2 separate regions of the Zea mays genome follow, and region 1 is linked to region 2. Evidence: chromatin contacts called from public Hi-C data. All regions are on one chromosome and are shown on one strand. Each heading gives the region's core, a stretch centred on a gene start, on an enhancer-like site or on the middle of the called end of the contact. The rest is flanking DNA. Distances are from core to core; before and after follow the strand shown.

The links. A called contact is a pair of places that touch in the nucleus more often than the background predicts.
Region 1: a Hi-C map of tassel shows a contact between it and region 2, with 4 times the contacts expected there. The contact joins the promoter of LOC100192867 here to the promoter of LOC100382628 in region 2. A contact is called at or near these places in 2 of 25 Hi-C or Micro-C datasets (ear and tassel).

The regions. Positions count from the first base shown.
Region 1 is chr8:131,524,371-131,528,761 of Zm-B73-REFERENCE-NAM-5.0, forward strand. It overlaps LOC100192867, which reads left to right and starts at 1,752. Exons shown (of 8, transcript NM_001358391.1): 1 at 1,752-2,234; 2 at 2,323-3,024; 3 at 3,629-4,391. The coding sequence starts at 2,162.
Region 2 is chr8:130,895,965-130,900,595 of Zm-B73-REFERENCE-NAM-5.0, forward strand. LOC100382628 reads right to left here and starts at 3,226. Exons shown (of 16, transcript NM_001358392.1): 1 at 3,146-3,226; 2 at 2,399-3,041; 3 at 2,073-2,292; 4 at 1,881-1,991; 5 at 1,476-1,665; 6 at 232-523; 7 at 1-77. The coding sequence starts at 2,996.

The DNA of each region.
Region 1 (4,391 bases), core at 502-3,001, 630 kb after region 2:
TAAAGGTATCATGATTAAAATCATCATACCATCCATCTTCGTTGAATAAGCCTTCTTAACGAAGCTCCCTGTGTTGGGGCCTCCGATCTTGTTCGTCCTGAGCAAGATGACGTACTTCTTCAGTGGCTTCGTCGATCTGCCTTTGAAGATCAGCGAGTCGCGCCATCTTCTCCTTCTTCCTTTGTACTTGCTGATGGATTATTTCTATGTCCCTGATTTCTTGGTCCAACTCCTCCTCCTGAAGTGTTGGATTGGTGGCCTTCCTTTTCTGGCTTCGGGCCTCTCGGAGAGAGAGGGTCTCCTGGTTCGGGTCCAGTGGCTGCAGTGCAGCAGTCCCTGGCGCTGAAGCTTTCTTCGGCGGCATGACGAAGGTCAGTGCTTGCCGAAGGTGGTCGAAAAAAGGGTTCACCGGAGGTGGGCGCCAATGTTGGGGACTTGCTCTCAAATGCTTCGACTTGAGAACAAGGCAACACAAAAATATTAAATGTTAATGCCCTTCGTCCTTCGAAGCATTATTTCTCTTAGGATATAATGATCTTCAAACGAAGGTCATGAAGGACGTACCTTCATCATCACAGTATATGTTAAATAAAAGAAGAAGCATATGACATATAAGAGACAACATAAACAATCATATAACATCATTAATTCATTCTTATTATATAATCATGGAAAGACAGGGACAATATTGAACTACAAAAGTACCTTCAACTTGATAAAAGGCAAAAAGTACAAGCGTGACACAAAAGCAAGTATAAGGCAGCGTGAACAGTACGGGGGTACTGTTCATCTATTTATAAGCACAAGACGCAGTCTATGAGAAATTATATTCATGCCCTTTACATTTATTATTGACTTATAGATAAATCTATGAGGACTAGATAACCTTTTCCCCTTTAAGTCGGTTCCTTTTTCTGCGATTGAGCCGAAGCACCTTTGCACGCAGCTTCGGAGCAACGACAATCTTCATCACGATCATGCTCTTCCCATCGTGTATGCTTTTATCCTAAGTCCGAAGGTACCTGTCCATAAGCCATGCTTGGAAGACATTGTTAAATTACGTTTCTGAGGACCTTCGGAGGACGAAGGCCCCCAACAAAAATCATCCCACACCTATAACCTCCACTAAAACCACCAAATAAATTGCACTCATACTTAACATACCATAAAAACAATGGTTTAAAGCGTTAGATAACCTCTCTCACTTACTCAAATCCAATGGACAATATTATTTGGATCATCCCTTATCTATCTTCCTCCCCTTCCCTCGCGACCGCGCCACCCCTGCCACCTTGCCCCACGTCCTCCCTCCCCAGCACTCGCATCGTCGTCGTTAACCTCTTCCCTCGCGTCGTCGCCGTCATCGACCCTCACCTCTTCGGATCGTAACGTTAGCACAGACTATTTGATGGTAAGTATTAAATATAGTCGAATTACAAAACTAATTATATAGATAAAGATTAATCAACGAGAAAATTTTATTAAGTCTAATTAATACACGATTAGCAAATGTTTACTATATCATCACATGAGTAAATCATATATTAATTAGGTTTAACCGACTCATCTTACAGTTTAGCACTTGTTTATATAGTTAGTTTTATAATTATACTATATTTACCATTTCTAATTATTATTTAAACATCCGAGATTAAAATTTAGCCCATGGAATCCAAACGAACCCTAAATAAACTGAAAACCACCCATCAAACTTTTATTTTAAACCTGAATCGAGCCGTTCCAATTCCAACAGGACGAGGCGCGCTTTCCTGCCCCATTTCCTGTCCCCGCGCGCGCTCCCCGCTCCCCTGGCTTCCTCTTTTCCGCCGCCACGACTTCCGCGCGCGCAGCATCGCCGCCGCCGTTCTCGCGCACAACGGATCAGAGATTTTCCCGGCCGTGCGCCCCTCTCGGTGAGAGGCGTCTCCCTCCTCCTACTCCACCTCCCCGCCCTCTACTGTCTCGGGGGAGAGTCGGTTTCGTTCCGAGATTTCCCTTTTCTCTCTCCGCTCAATTCGTTTGGATTGGTGCGCTGCGCCCAATCCAGTTGGGCGAAGACATCTGTGGTTCGATTGAGTCATTTTCGTCTTCCTCCGAGGATTTCTGGGGGTTCAGTTGAATCCCCATCCGCCACACTAAGCCCGGCCCTACCTGTGTTGCGATGCGCGGCGAGGCTGGCAATGACGGCGGTGGCGGGGATACCCAACTCCTGGACGGCGCCACACCTCGGTTAGGTGAGTGCGCATTGTTTATTGGCTCTGGTTCTGTGAGCGATTGGTGTAAATGTGTTATTTTTTTGTGGATGTGTATTGCGGTCATCAGGTTCTCCTTCGAGTGATGACGACGGAACACAGAGTGAGGCGTATGATTGGGCGCTGTACGACGAAACACAGCCTCTGGATGGTGCTGAGACCCAGTTTGTAGACCAGGTGGAGGAGGAGGGTGTGGCTGGCGATTGGACGGAGACACAGTTGGAGAGTGGCGACGAGGATGGTGGCAGTGGCAATGAGGATGGCGGCGATGACAGTGACCAAGTGAAGACACAACAACAGGTGGAAGATGGGGAACGGGGCAATGATGGTGGTGGTGGGGATGATAATGCTGGCAATTGGACTAAGACCCAGTTGGATGAAGTATGCGAGGTGTATGGAGCGAACAACTTTGTTGGAGACATGGTTGAGGCCCAGTTGGTTGAGGAATCTGAGGAGGAGGATGATGACAAGGATGGATTAACTGATGATGGTGAGCATGATCTTGGTGAGTGGGGGAAGACCCAGTTGGTTGAAGACTCTGATGAAGACATAGGTGACGATGAGTTGAGTGATGGCACTGTTGTCCTAAGTGACAATGAGAGCTTGTCAGAAGATGAGAGGGGCACAAAGTCAGGAACGGATAAAAGGGATGCAAAGTTGGGAATGGAAGGAAGCATCGAGGGGTTAAATGGTGGGATTAAGAAGCATGATGATAACAATAATTCGGTAGATTCTGATGCATCAACAGATGAGGAGGGTGACACAAGTTCAGGTCAGTTACCAGCTACTAATCTGCTACTATTGCTATCTTTTTGTCATGTAGCAATTCATTAGGACCGTTCTATAAAATTTACAATATAAATTGCTTTCAGAATTCCCTGTAGTTTTATCAGTTTTCACTCGAGAGAGGCAACAAATAGGTCATACACCACTTGTTCTGTTTCTTATTTTAAATTCAGAACTTGTCTTTTATAGTTTTGTCCGATAACAGAAATACATTTTCTCAGAAAATCACCATGTGTAGTCTCTTTCTTTTTTTAAAGGTACCGGTGCTTTTGCTGAGAATTTATTACATTTTTGTTTTCCCTGGTAAAGAGGTGATTTAGCTTAACATATTCATCTTGGGGAAAATTTTAGTTATCAATGCTTTGATTCTTAGTCGAAGACAAAGACAAGTAAAGGGGAATGACATTGTCAAATAGTAAAAGTGTTCTGTATCTCTGGTTTGAACATAATGAAGAATTGCACTTGATTTTTCTTTTATATAGACTACCCTTATTTCTAAAAATTGCTTAGTTCATTAGATTTAATTTAATCTAGTTTTTTAGTGAAGCTTAATTTTTTTTTTCGAATGCCAACATATGTGCAACATCTAGGTCACCTTCAGATGAAATTACCTTCTGTTCATGTTGCATCAGTAAGGACATGTGGAATTTCTGAACCTCGGAACTCTCTGTCTGTGAACTGTATGAAGCAATGGAAACAGAAGGCCTGGGTCAACACAATACATCCCCTGCCGAAAATTGTAGATGAATCTACTTCGTGTAGCACCTCCGTTGGTTGGGTTGATAACGACTCCCATGGTTATGTACAGAACCATGATCAAGACGGAGCAAAAAGCAGAGACAAGTGCTCAACAGCTAAAAAACTTTTTGCCGACACAACAGTGGAGGATGGTGAAAACAACAGCAGATGTATTGCTGGATTAAGCTATGTGGGATCACAAGAGCCTGGTGATCTGTCACAAGCAAATGCTTTTGATGTTGTGGACAGATTGATTTCAATCAATGGTGGATTATCATCTCAAGAAACGACCCCAAATAAATTGGAAATAGCAAAGCCATGTGTTTCAAGTAAGAGGGGAACTTTAATGTTGGCTGAGAAGGTCGACCTTGGTAGAAGTTCCAATGGGAAAGCAGAAATATTTAAATTTGTGGATAGCCTTGAGGATGAGGGAGGAGGTGACTTTTTCAGTAAAAACAAAGACATCTTGTTGCTGAAACCAATTGGTAGAGGAAAACCAAGGAGTCATTTTACAGGAGCAAAGAAATCTTCCCCAAAACTTTCACGGGGAGAAAATAAAACAGGGGAAGCGTTGAACAAAAGAAATTCCAAACTACCTGGGAGGTTGGAAACTAT
Region 2 (4,631 bases), core at 1,976-4,475:
GGAGCTAGTTTGATTGGATTGAGCAGGAGACTTGGAGCTCTCAGGCTGTGAACATTCAAGGAACTCTCCACATGAAACTACAAAAGAAAGTTCAGTTTCAATCCAAGGATCTAACATACTCAAACGAACAACAATCTCAAAAATAAGATTCAAAGTACTTTTTTCTTAAATCACTGAAACTGTACACTAAAAATCAAATCACCATACACAGTTAATCAGTTAGTCCATTACCATCAAAATTATCAACTCCTTGATACAAATCCAACTCATTTTCAATGTTTTCTTCTACCAAAGTCATGCTAGTTTTTGTTTTTCCAACATTCTTATCCCCGTGGTTTGCAGAAATAACATTTGCATCTTCATCGTCTGATGCACTATCATTCAGAGATTCATATGAACTGCTTTCGGAGTCAGTGTCAATTCCATGAAGAATTTGCTGTCCTTCCCTTGAAGCCTTATATGCCCCTATCAGTTCTTGGAAGTCCTTTCCATATGATGAGGCAGAAGTTTTGCTGTGCTTTACCTGACAAATTGGGAGGGGAGACAAGCATGTAACCAGCACAGATTAGCATATAGTGGCATAAGATAACTGTTTATCAGTAGGCAGTTCTAAAAAACCTCTCAAGCTTCAACTGCATATGAACTAAGAACAAGGCGATGCACAAACAATAAGCAGGTATCACATTTTGTGAGAGGATCATGGACCTCTTGTCTCTAATAATACATAGAAAATGATGCACCCACAACTTCAAATAAATGCTTAAGTTATGAAACAAAAGGTCGTATAGCTCAACAATCACAACCATATGCGAGAGTTGAATCCCAATAGAAGACAGAAGTCAAGGTCCAGACACATGGATAGTTGTTTTCCATTCACTCCTATTCAAGGCTAAATATTTGGGTTATTTCATCATTTCAAGTCTTTTTTTATTGTCTCTTCCCATGTCAACGTAGTTCTTCATTGCATCTCTTCCCATTTACTGTCGCGCTTTAGCCCACTACCTCTAGAGATCTCCATTAGACATGTCCAAACCATCTCAACCAATGTTGGATAAGTTTTTCTTCAATTGGTGCTACTCCTAGCCTATCATGTATATCATCGGTTTGGACTCGATCCTTCTTTGACCACACAAATCCAATGCAATATACGCATTTTCACAACACTTATCTACTGAACATATCGTCTTTTTAAGCCAATATTCTACAGCATACAACATAACAGGTCTAATCACAATCATACCATAAATTATATATATATATATATATAATCACAGCGATCTTACTTTCTTGCATGGACCTTATAAAGGTTAAGGAGTCTGAAGTTGAAGTCAAGTCTTCAGTTAGGCAATGCATATTGTATATCAAGCATGTAGTTTCACAGCATATCACAGTACAGTGTTCTACACACTGCATTAATATCACCTAGGAAAGGAAAACAAGCAGAACACTTGTACAGGAGTATTGCAGTAACTCACGCTGAACCGGAGATTTGGCCGAAAAAAAGAGGTTAGCACAATCGCTGTATCTTTTGACATTTTCAAGGACTTAGTAATGTCTTCTCGTACGGGAATAGTTGCAGTAGCTGTCAATGCCATCAACGGAATGTCATGCTTCAAGAACTTCAATTTGCTGGAACTGAAATTTTCTCTCAACGCAGATAATCTCCTGTTGTAAGAATATAAAGCATAGAATATAATCGTTAATAGATACTAAAGAGTTGGAAGATGATGTGACAAAATAGCAAGCAAATGTTGGTTCTTGAGTGCAAATTAAATAAATCTCACTTCATTATATGTGAAAATTAAAATGGTGTTGACAAAAAAACAATGGTAAATAATAACTTGCACCTTTAACAGAGGATATCAAACACAAGAGCAGACCTATAGTCAGGTCGAAAATCGTGGCCCCATTTAGAAACACAATGGACCTCATCAATGGCAAAAAGTGCAATCCCTGGCTTTTCTGCAAGTTTCTTCAACGGTTCCATTAATCTGCAAGAAGAGACATCACCACCAAGATAGGCCCAGCAACACGTTAATAAACTTTAGAATACCACAGGCGAGAATGATTACCTTAATATTGTCTCAGGGCAAACATAAACAATCTTATACATGCCAGCCATCGCTTTACCTTCAACACGGCTATCAGGTTGCCCTGACCCAAGGAAGCATGCGGATACCCCGTGATTTGCAAGCTTCAGGCACTGATCATGCATTAGACTTATCAAGGGTGATATGACCACCACAACCTTTGTTGTTAATAGAGCTGGGATCTGAAAACAGAGGGACTTTCCTGCCAGCAGAGTTATCCATGTAAGAAAAGGAGGACGAAACTACCATCCATGTGGGGGAAAACAATAAATTAGAGAAGATAGAGAAGAGCATTACAGAAAACACACCTGATCCTGTGGCTGCTAGGACAATACAATCCCTGTGAGCAGACCAAGCATCCAAGACTTCCTTTTGGAATGCTTTGAGGCAGGAAAACCCAAAATGCTTTTGCAGAACAGCACTAATTCTGTCCATTTGGTCGGACTCCACTGTCGAGTTCTCAACCAAAGACTGAGATTGGGGACCCGGTTCGGAACAAAAATCAACAGCCACTGGCATTACCCTGGGACCACCAGGAGCCGATGAACAAGGAAACGAAATGTTCGCTTCCCGACCAGATTCCTTTCCGCCACCAGTAGCTGAGGCAACGTGGTCCGTGATGCTGGACTGCCTAAGCCTCCCCCTAGGGTTACTCAATTTCATGCCCCTGCCAGCCGGCCGTGGCTGCGCCGTAGACAAGGCGGGACGGCCTGGCACTCCCCCTCCCCGCCTCGCCTGCCCCGCTCGGGCGTCCGACCCGCCCAGCAGGACCTCAAGCACCTCTGCGCGGCGCGGGCCGACCGCGCCGACCGCCGCGCTGATGGCGTCGAACTCGAAGCCCATGTCAAGCAGCTCGGCGATGAGGCCGTCCGCGGACACGTCGCACCCGGCGGCGTCGGGCTCCATGGGGAGGGCGGGACGCTGTCCGCGCGCCCGCCTGCAGCGGTGAGGCTACGAGAAAATCAACGAGACCGCATTAAATATCCCCCGAAACTCCGATAGCATTCAGCGGCGGCAGCGCGAGAAATTGCCGGTGCAGAGACCCCCGCCCCGACCTTGCTCTGCGCGTCCTCTGCCACCCACGGCTCGTCGGAGCGGTGGCTTCTTGAGGCGGAGGGTGGGTTTCGGAATGCGAGGGCTTCCGATTCGAATCGCGGGAGGAAGCCCGTCTTTTTTACATTTTACCCTTTTTAGGTTTTATTTTTACAAATACGCATTTTTCAGTTCCATTTCAAAAAATTGGACCCTTATCTCGACGTCATCACTATTGGCGTCGAACTACAACGTGTCGACGCCAATTAATTTGGCGTGTACATTTAAGAGCTCACGCCTATGTGGATCTGATGTGGCAGCACCTCGGTGCCGTGGATATCGGCGCCGACCTAGACGCCATGGATCTCGGCGTCGACCATAAATTCATAGTACCTACTCGCGAGACCACAAATTCAGCTGGACTAGTCCTGCAAGGATGAGTGTAAATAACTCGGCTCAAACGTGCAATTCGTTATCCATAATCCAAAAACATCCTTTTATAATAAACAAGGGAATCATGCACCAATTAAATAACGGATTGCAATAGCCCTGCAACTAAAAGTGAATACAGAAACAGAAATAGTTTAACCAAGCTCATAATTCCTTGCATGTCATGCTGTTGCAAGAACACCAAGATGCATACTGTAGCTTGATATGACTGAAGATGGGATAGTGGTTTGGTGCCTGACATTAACTGCTGATCATAGCATAATATGACACCTGAGAAATATGACGTGCATCCCACGCGACAAGACGTTTGGTGCTCACAAAAACACTTCGGGGGTGTTTGGTTCTGTGGACTAAAGTTTAGCCTGGGTCACATCAAGCGTTTGACTTTCAAATAGGAGTATGAAATATAGACCCAACCAACTGTACTAGATTCGTCTCACTTTTTAATCTTCGGCTGAGAAATTAGTTTTATAATCCGACTACATTTAATACTCCGAACGGAGGTTCAAACATTCGATGTGATAGGGGCTAAATTTTAGCAGGGGCAAACCAAACACCCCCTTCAACCACTTTGTAGGAGATGTCTACGTGGCTGACCAAATAAACTAAGTATGAAGAAGAATCATTGATAAAATGACTGCTATCATCCAAAAATCAAAAACCGATGGCCGGAGTGGTATATTTATATACATGGAGGTCGACGCCGAGATCCACGGCGTCGAGGTGCTGCCACATCAGATCCACATAGGCGTCAGCTCTTAAATATACACGTCAAACTAATTGGTGCCAACATGTAGCTCGCCGCCAATAGTGATGGCGCCGAGGTGAGGGTCCATTTTTGAAATAAAACTGAAAAGGGTGTATTTGTTAAAATAAAATCCCAAAGGACTAAAATACAAAAAAGACGGGGAGGAAGCGCCGCGTCGGAGGGGATGGAGCCAGGCTACTAACATGTGGGCGCCAGGAGATAGCATCGCGGGCCTGGCCCAGCGCAATTGTTTTCCATCTTTTGACAGAGTTGCCCCCAAACTCCACCTTCTTCTGAGCAGCAAGAGGAGT